Linked DNA regions of Mus musculus: region 1 is linked to region 2. A link is a contact called in public Hi-C data. All regions are on one chromosome and are shown on one strand. The core of a region is the stretch at or near the end of the contact, and the rest is flanking DNA. Distances in the headings are between cores, read along the strand shown. Region 1 has its middle 20 kb from the start of Gm39095. Region 2 overlaps Gm33248 (a long non-coding RNA gene).

Region 1 (3,901 bases), core at 1,386-3,885, 130 kb before region 2:
GAAAGAAACTAAAACTGTTGAAATAGTAGTCATTGGCTTAGATAAGTTTTTCCCCCAGATTCTCCCAGTCATACCATGACCATCTTCACAATGAATCCCATATACCATGGGGTGAATACCTGGGGATCCCTAAAGATGCTTTCATTGTTCAGTTCCTCTTAGCTCTGAGAACAGTCAGAACTCAGCAAAGCAAAGGGCAACAACTTCATAAGGAAACTGATGTTGCCCCTAATTAGATGACTGGCAGTTTTACTCTGGGTGGGACTTAGCCGTGGGAGACTGATTTCGTAGGATGATTTTGCTAGTGAGCTTGGAAGAGTCATGGATCTCCTGAGATTTGATCTTGGAATCTGCAGTGGGACAGAGTGAGAACAGCTTCCTTAGATCAGACTCTGGATGGGAAATGCACTCTGTGAGGTGGACCAGTTGTCCCTGTCTGCTTAGGGCTGGGGTGTTTTTCAGGATACTAGAGTCAACAGCTTGTACAAATCTGGACCTGAGTCTGTGTATCATCAGGATCAGCTTTAGCCAATCTTCCTAGACACGGGCATTAGTAAAACTTACACACGGAGCCCCACGTTCATGGTTGACTGCGTGTCTTTTTCAGACTTGCGGTGTGCTTTCACAGCGATGGTGGAAGCCATCAGAGTGAGAGGCTGGAATGGAGGGTTTGGTCTGGTCCTCATAGGCACTAGGAGTGAATAATTAACCCTGGCATCTGGACTCTAGGATGCCAAGGGTCCTCAAAAAACAAAACAAAACAAAACAAAACAAAACAAAACAAAACAAAACAAAACAAAAACAGGGCTTTTATCCAAAATGTCAGTGGTGGCCTGGTGGGGAATGCTAGCTCTTTTTCCACTCACAGTCTTCTGATTGTTGATGATCCAGCCACAGATGGAGCATAGCCATCCTTTTCTTTTCTTTTTCCTAAAACTTTATGTGTGTGTGTGTTTTCTCCACAAAGGCCAGGAGCAGAGCAGGTATCATATTCTCTAGAACTGGAGTTAAAAATGTTTATGAATCATTCAATTTAGGGACTGAGATTAAACAACAGTTCTCTGGTAGAGCAGTAAGTGCCCTTAACCACTGAGCAATCCCTCCAGCCCAGAATGCAGCCATTCTGGATAGTGGACTGGAGAAGAGAGATGGTGCCTCCATCTTTAGTCACTAATTTCCTCACTTTAGGATCACTTATTCATGTCTGTATTCTGGTAATCCTGAGGCCTCAACCCAGGGCCTCATGCATACTAGGCAAGCAGTCTGCCACTGAATAATGTCTCCAGCTTTTAGTATGTTTTATTTTGAGACAGGGCTTTGGTAAGTTGTCTAGGTGGGCCTTGAATCCACTCTGTAGCCCTAGTAAGCCTTGAACTTGTGACTTTACATCAGCCTCTCAAAGAGCCTGTACCACCATGTCTAGGCAGGAAGTATTTACTGAGCATTTACTATTGTCTTCTGAGGACAAAGGACAAACAAGATATGGTTCATTTCTCATGGTGCTTCTAGTCTAGCCAGGGAACCATGACGGCTGCTGGGAAGAAGGCAGGGGACAGGGACAAAAGAGCAGAGCAAACGACTGCTCGGGTGCTTCTCCTTGGGTGGTCAGCAGTCATCTCTCAGGGAGAAGGAGTAGAATGGAGGCCACTCTGAATGGGACATCGGATTGGATTTAGCATCATCATGAAAATAAACACTGGACATGTCTGGGAGGGATTTTCTTGATGATACTTCTTGAAGTGGGAAGACTGACAGTGTGGGCACCATCTCATGCTGGGGCCTGGACTAAAGAAAAAGAAGCAGTGAATGCCAGCATTTCTCTCCCTCTCCCTCTCCCCCTCACCCTCCCCCCTCTCTCTCTGTCCCCCCTCCCCCATCTGCTTCCTGACTGCAGAGGCACTGCATGCAGCCAGCTGCCTCAGACTCCTGCAGCCATGCTTTCCCTAGGGTGATGGGCTGCACTCACAAACTGAGCCAGACAATCTCCTCCTTCCCTGTCATCTTCTGGCATAGTTGTTTGGGGTTTTGGTTGGTTGGTCGGTTTGGGCTGTGTGATTGTGTGCAGTGTATGTGTGGTGTATGGTTACACAGGCATGGCGGTGCAGAGGCCAAGAAGGATATCTAGTATCTTGCTATATAACTCTCCCCTTAGTCCCCTGAAACATGGTCTCTCGCTGAACCCAGAACTAGGCTGATAGCCAGTAACCCCTAGTGATCTTCCTGTCTCTGCCTCCTATTGTCCTGGGGTTGCAAGGATCCACAAAGCCACACCCAGCTTTTCATATGGGTGCTGGCAATTTGATTTCCAGTTCTCATCCTTATGCTTACATAGCAAGTGCTCCTCCCCTCTGGGCTATCTTTTGTCCCAGCTGTAAAGGACCTCACACGTTCATGCATTACTCTAAGTGGCTGTCACAGCACCTCGTTGCTCAGAGCTAAGTCTGGACTCATCATTTCTCCCTAGGGCCACTATGCAATCTATCAATAGATATGGCTGAATGCGCCTTCCATGTGGACTCCAGCCTTACCTCCTGCTATTGGTCTGTGCCAAGCCCTACTCCCCTGGACTCTGCAGCTCTGAGCTTTCGCTCTCAACCACTAACAGTCACGCTTGACATAGCCTTTGGAGTGGCTGCTTGAAATAACACAACAACCAAACAGTAAAACTGGCCAGTACCTTCTTACACACTTGCCCCCCTACCCCCACCTGTACAGGAAGTGCTTGTCTGAGCATCAATGACATTTTTACAATAGTTGTATGTACTATCCCATGACAGAACTTCTTAAAACCAGCACAGTCTACCAAAAAAAAAAAATCACATAGCAAAGGCAGCTGCATGGCTTGGGGGTAAGAAGGCACAACACACATAAACCACGTGTGTGAGATGTTTGGAAGGAAAGGCAACCTAATGAACGGTTGCAAGATTGGACACATAGTATGTGGTTCAGCAATTCATAAACATAGCACTTCATCCGGAAAAGACAGGGCGCGCTGGAGGAGCAAACAGGGTCAGTCAACCCCTGAGAAGCGGAGGAAGGAACTTTATTTGAGGTGAGGAGTCTTAAGTCCTGGGATCATGGCAGTTGGTGACTAGAGGTCATTGGTAAAACTGGCTGAGCAGTCAGTAGTAGAAGAACTAGGTTTTGGCACTAGCTAGACTCTTTGGGCTCAAATGCTAGAGTTCTGGCCACTACTCTCTGGAGGTGTCCCCTCTTCCTGAAAGCACGTGATCCATCACATTTGTTTTCTAGTCTTGGGCCAACATGAGCTCTCTAACCCTATCACTTCCCATCATCTTCCCATCACCTCTCAGGCCTCAGCATGGGCCCCTCAATATTTCTCCCCTCCCCATGCAGGCTGCTGTGTTTACACTGTTACCCAGAACCACCTTCTCCAAAATATTTGCTGGGCAAATGGCTTCATTTACTTTGGGTTTCTACCAATCTCTGGTAACCAGAGAGGCCCTATCTAGGTGCCTTAAGTAGACAGGGAGTATCCACAATGCCCATTTTTGTTCTCAGTATTTAATTTTCTACAAGTGACTTATTGGTATGTACAATATTGACTTATCTTTATTCTTTCCTCATTTCCCCCCATTTTGGGTATATACCATCTGTTTTAGTTTAATTCCGGTTGCTGTGGTCAAACACTCTGACCAAAAGCAACTTTGGGGAGGAAAAGAGTTTTTTTAGCTTACACTTCCAAGTCACAGTCTGTTACGGAGGGAAGTCAGGGCAGGCACTCAAGCATGAAGGCAGGTCGGCTTGCTGTTCCACGCAGTATTACCTCCAACTAAGGAACTCATTTCACAGCCAAACAACTATAGCAGGAACCATGGGGAATGATGCTTGCTAACTTGCTTCTGGGATGGCTTATATTCAGCTAGCTTTCTTACAGTTC
Region 2 (3,711 bases), core at 739-3,238:
TAGACTCCTGACTCACAAAAGACTCATGCTTCCAGTGATTTCTAGAGAGACCTAACTGAGTATTTTATCATCCAACTTGGAGAAGCCCATGGTGCCTAAGACAGTAAAAGTGGTAGAAACCGTCTGTGGCAGTGTTTCTCAACCTGTGGGTTGTGGCCCCTTTGGGTCAAACAACCCTGACACAGGGGTTGCTCAAGGCCATTAGAAAACACATATTTACATTATGATTTATAATAGTAGCATAATGTGACCTATGAAGTAGCAATGAAAATAATCTTATGGTTGGGGCTCATCACAAAGTGAAGAACTGTATTAAAGGGCTTCAGCATTAGGAAGGTTGAAAAGCACTGGTCTCTGGCATCTGTGGTGGTTTGAATATACTTGGCCCAGGGAGTGGCACTATTAGGAGATGTGGCCTTGTTGGAGGAACTGTGTCACTGTAGGGGTAAGTAATGGGATCTTCCTCCTAGCTACCTAGAAGTCTACTAGTCTTCTCCTCGTTGCATTCAGAACAAGATGTAGAACTCTCAGCTCCTCCAACACCATGTCTGCCTGGGTACTGCTATGCACCACCCCCACCCCTAGATAATAATGGACTGAACCTCTGAACCTGTAAACCAGTCCCAATTAAATGTTGTCCTTTATAAGAGTCATGGAGTCTCTTTACAGCAATGGGAACCCTAAGAGAGTATCCTTTAGACCAAGCATCTTGAGCTCTCTTTATCTTTTCTAAAAACCTCTAACATCCTCTAGAAGAAATTCTCTAGGCCTTAAAGCAAGCACTGCAGGAGAGGGGTATGCCCTTAGTGCTGGAAGTGAGTATGGAGAAGGGTAGCAGGTTCGGCTCAGGCATGTGTCTGGGCAACAGTGCCAACACTCCACAAGTCCAAGCTAATGTCCCCCATACCTTCTGTGGATATGAGATTGCTCCAGAAGATATTAGCATTCCCAACCCCTGATCTATGGTGGAGGACAGATACACTTTATCTTTATAGTAAAACCTTGTAAGCTGCAGAGACAACTACAGAGCAAAAGGGTCAAAGGCAGCAATCTCCTCAAAAATGAAGTTCATGCCAGCCATGGGCAGAAGAGGGCATCCAGAGACCTGCCTGCCACAGTGCCAAAAGGGGGAAGATGTCTAGAGACCCATCTGGCTCCACTTCATGCTGCAGCCCTGGTAAGATGAGGACACCAAGAGGCCAACCTGCTGCCACACCACACAGGTGGGCTGTAGATACACAGAGCCCTGCCATAGCCACACCACACAGCATGAGCAGAGGGAGGAGAGCCAGATACTCACCAACCACATTACCTGTCCACTGTGGGAGCCGTGACAATGCGAGTATGTAGTGGACAGATAGCAGACAGAAATGTTGAGCAGTTTGAGCATTAGGAAGAGATGTAGAACTGAAGATGCATAGAGGAACAGCCTGATGTGCCACCTGAAGCCATGGTGAGGTCCTAGCCTATGCTGCCCCTGAGGGCAACGTCTTGATCTGTGTCAATGTCCATAACTTATATTACCACTAAATATCATGTGGCCATCCCTGGTCTGGGCTACTGCCTGTCAAAGAGCTGTGCAGGGCTGACCCTGCCCCTCAATGGAGGTAGCATTCTGGAGCACTGTCCCTACCCCTCACCAACTGCAGCCTTTGTGAGAGTGGCCTGTACCTCACCTGGGCAGCACTGTAGAACTGGCCCTGATGGTGAAGGCACTGGTGAGCCAGCCCCAAGGGTGTGAATGCAAGAGAACTGTTCTAGCCCCTCATCAACTACAGCACTTGGGAGAGTGGGTCCTGCACTGAGACTGGGAGGCACAGTAGAACTGGCTCTGGTGGCTTGGGGCTGGTGAGCCATCCCTGAGGGCAGGATAGCAGGAGAGTTAGCCCTGCCCCTGAAGGCTGCAGCATTGGGTGAGCTAGCTCGGGCAGTACTAGAGAGCTCCAGCAATGGCATGGGTGTGGGAGAGCTCGCAGGCAGACCCACTCAGCTACCACCCAGGCCCAGGTGGAGGGCTTTGAGTCAGCTCACCCCATAATCTACATCATCTGCGAACTACTGGAGCGTGTGAAAGGGCCAGTCCTGCAACCCCAAAGCTGCAGGATCTCTATGACACAGGGCAACAACAGGATAACTGAGAGGAGTCCCAGTGAGGATCCAGTATTGATGGTGGCACAGAAGCCAGAGGCCTGGAACCAGACCAATGACTCATTTTAACGAACATTTGCAAGTGAAGTTGTGCGGACAGAGGGATACACTGTGAGACACACTATGACACAATACAGCTTCCATGATGAGATGTTCTCTATGCTTTGTTTTGTTTATTTTTTAAAAATTTTCTTTTTTGGGAGGGAGGACATTAAGAGACAGGGGAGATGAGTGGCATTGAGGTATAAATGTCAAAATCACAGAGTCAATAAAACAATAAAAAATAAAATAAAATTCACAAATGTGGTCCTAAGTTTATTATGATTGGAGCAATAGAAAAGATCATAACACACAATTACCAAAAAATAACTCCAATTTTAAATTTCATATACCTCCATAATATAGTACTTCCTGTTTCTTTCAAAATTCACCATCAGAGAGACTGCATGGTGCAACAAAAGCAGGCAGCCACTAAATGCTTGACTGCTCTTCTGCTAGAAAGAGGGAGTCACATTAGGAATGAATGTGTTTAATCTCAACAAATGGGCAGCCTAGGAAGATTGCTTGGCTCCATCTTCACAGACAGAGTGGAATGGGAGGCCGTGTACTGGGAACACACTCGTTTGTCTAGAAAAAGCGCTCTTAACCTTTTCTCACACTGATACATAATTTCAGTTCTCTGATCAGTCCACCATACAACGATACGTGTTACCCTAAAGGTCAGGTGTCTTATTAGATTCTCTTCATCACTTTACTGAAACAGTAAGCCAAACAAAGCATGCATTTACCCTGATTCCTTAATGCAAATATATCTATAAGACCAATATCATAGTTATGTTACTATTTGAGGGTGTTTTACATAGTTCTTCACAGTAGCAGTGTAGTCCCTAGCATGATGGGATTAAGGATGCAAAACCTTTAGGAGGTAAAGCCTTGTGAAAGGTTATTATTGAAGGCATTAACAGTAGAAGGGAGGAACGTAGCTTTCTTAAGACCCCTGTGTTATGTTTTGTATGTTTGTCAGGTTTCATTTATGCTGTGATAATATGCCCTGACAAAAAGCAACTTAGGGGAAGAAAAGTCTTGTTTTAGATTACAATTACAGTTACAAGTTATAGGTATAGTGAACCGCTGTGGGAATATCAAGCAGGAACATTTAATAGCCACGTGTATCATAGCCACAGCAAAAGCCAAGAACAGAGAGAAATGATTGTATCCATCCTGCTTGCTTACCTGTGCCCAGCTCGATTTCTCCGTTCCTATACATTCAAAACCCTCTGCCTAGGGGATGATGACGCCCACAGTGGACTGAATCATCCCATATCAATTAACTTAATTAAGTGATTCTGTGTTGTGTTAACTTGGTAAAGATAAACTATCACAGATCTGTAAATCCACCCCTCCAGCCCTGCCACACGCACATCAAGCTCATGTGTTTAAATACTTGATCATCAGCTGCTGTCACTGTTTGGGGACCTAAGGCCTAGCTTGGTGAACTTGGCCACGAGGGATGGGACTTTGAAGATCATATTTATATCCAGTTATGGCCCAAGAACTTGTTGC

Evidence for each region. Hi-C and Micro-C count contacts between places; a contact is called where the count stands out from the background.
Region 1: a Hi-C map of nephron progenitors shows a contact between it and region 2, with 2.1 times the contacts expected there. The contact joins two enhancer-like sites. A contact is called at or near these places in 1 of 15 datasets of contacts at CTCF or cohesin (large pre-B cells), 3 of 484 Hi-C or Micro-C datasets (cortical neurons, nephron progenitors and stem cell-derived germline stem cell-like cells), 1 of 115 datasets of contacts at active chromatin or transcription factors (large pre-B cells) and 1 of 9 other capture datasets (embryonic stem cells).

What each region holds. Positions count from the first base shown.
Region 1 is chr7:129,828,760-129,832,660 of GRCm38.p6, reverse strand. No RefSeq gene overlaps it. Among named protein-coding and RNA genes, the nearest start is that of Gm39095, 20 kb to the right of the region's middle. Within about 2 kb of position 2,635, at least 10 of the 459 cell types and tissues checked have an H3K27ac peak or open chromatin away from gene starts, as enhancers often do.
Region 2 is chr7:129,695,043-129,698,753 of GRCm38.p6, reverse strand. Gm33248 (a long non-coding RNA gene) reads right to left here. Exons shown (of 3, transcript XR_378521.3): 3 at 2,336-3,711. Among named protein-coding and RNA genes, the nearest start is that of Gm33248, 29 kb to the right of the region's middle. Within about 2 kb of position 1,988, at least 5 of the 459 cell types and tissues checked have an H3K27ac peak or open chromatin away from gene starts, as enhancers often do.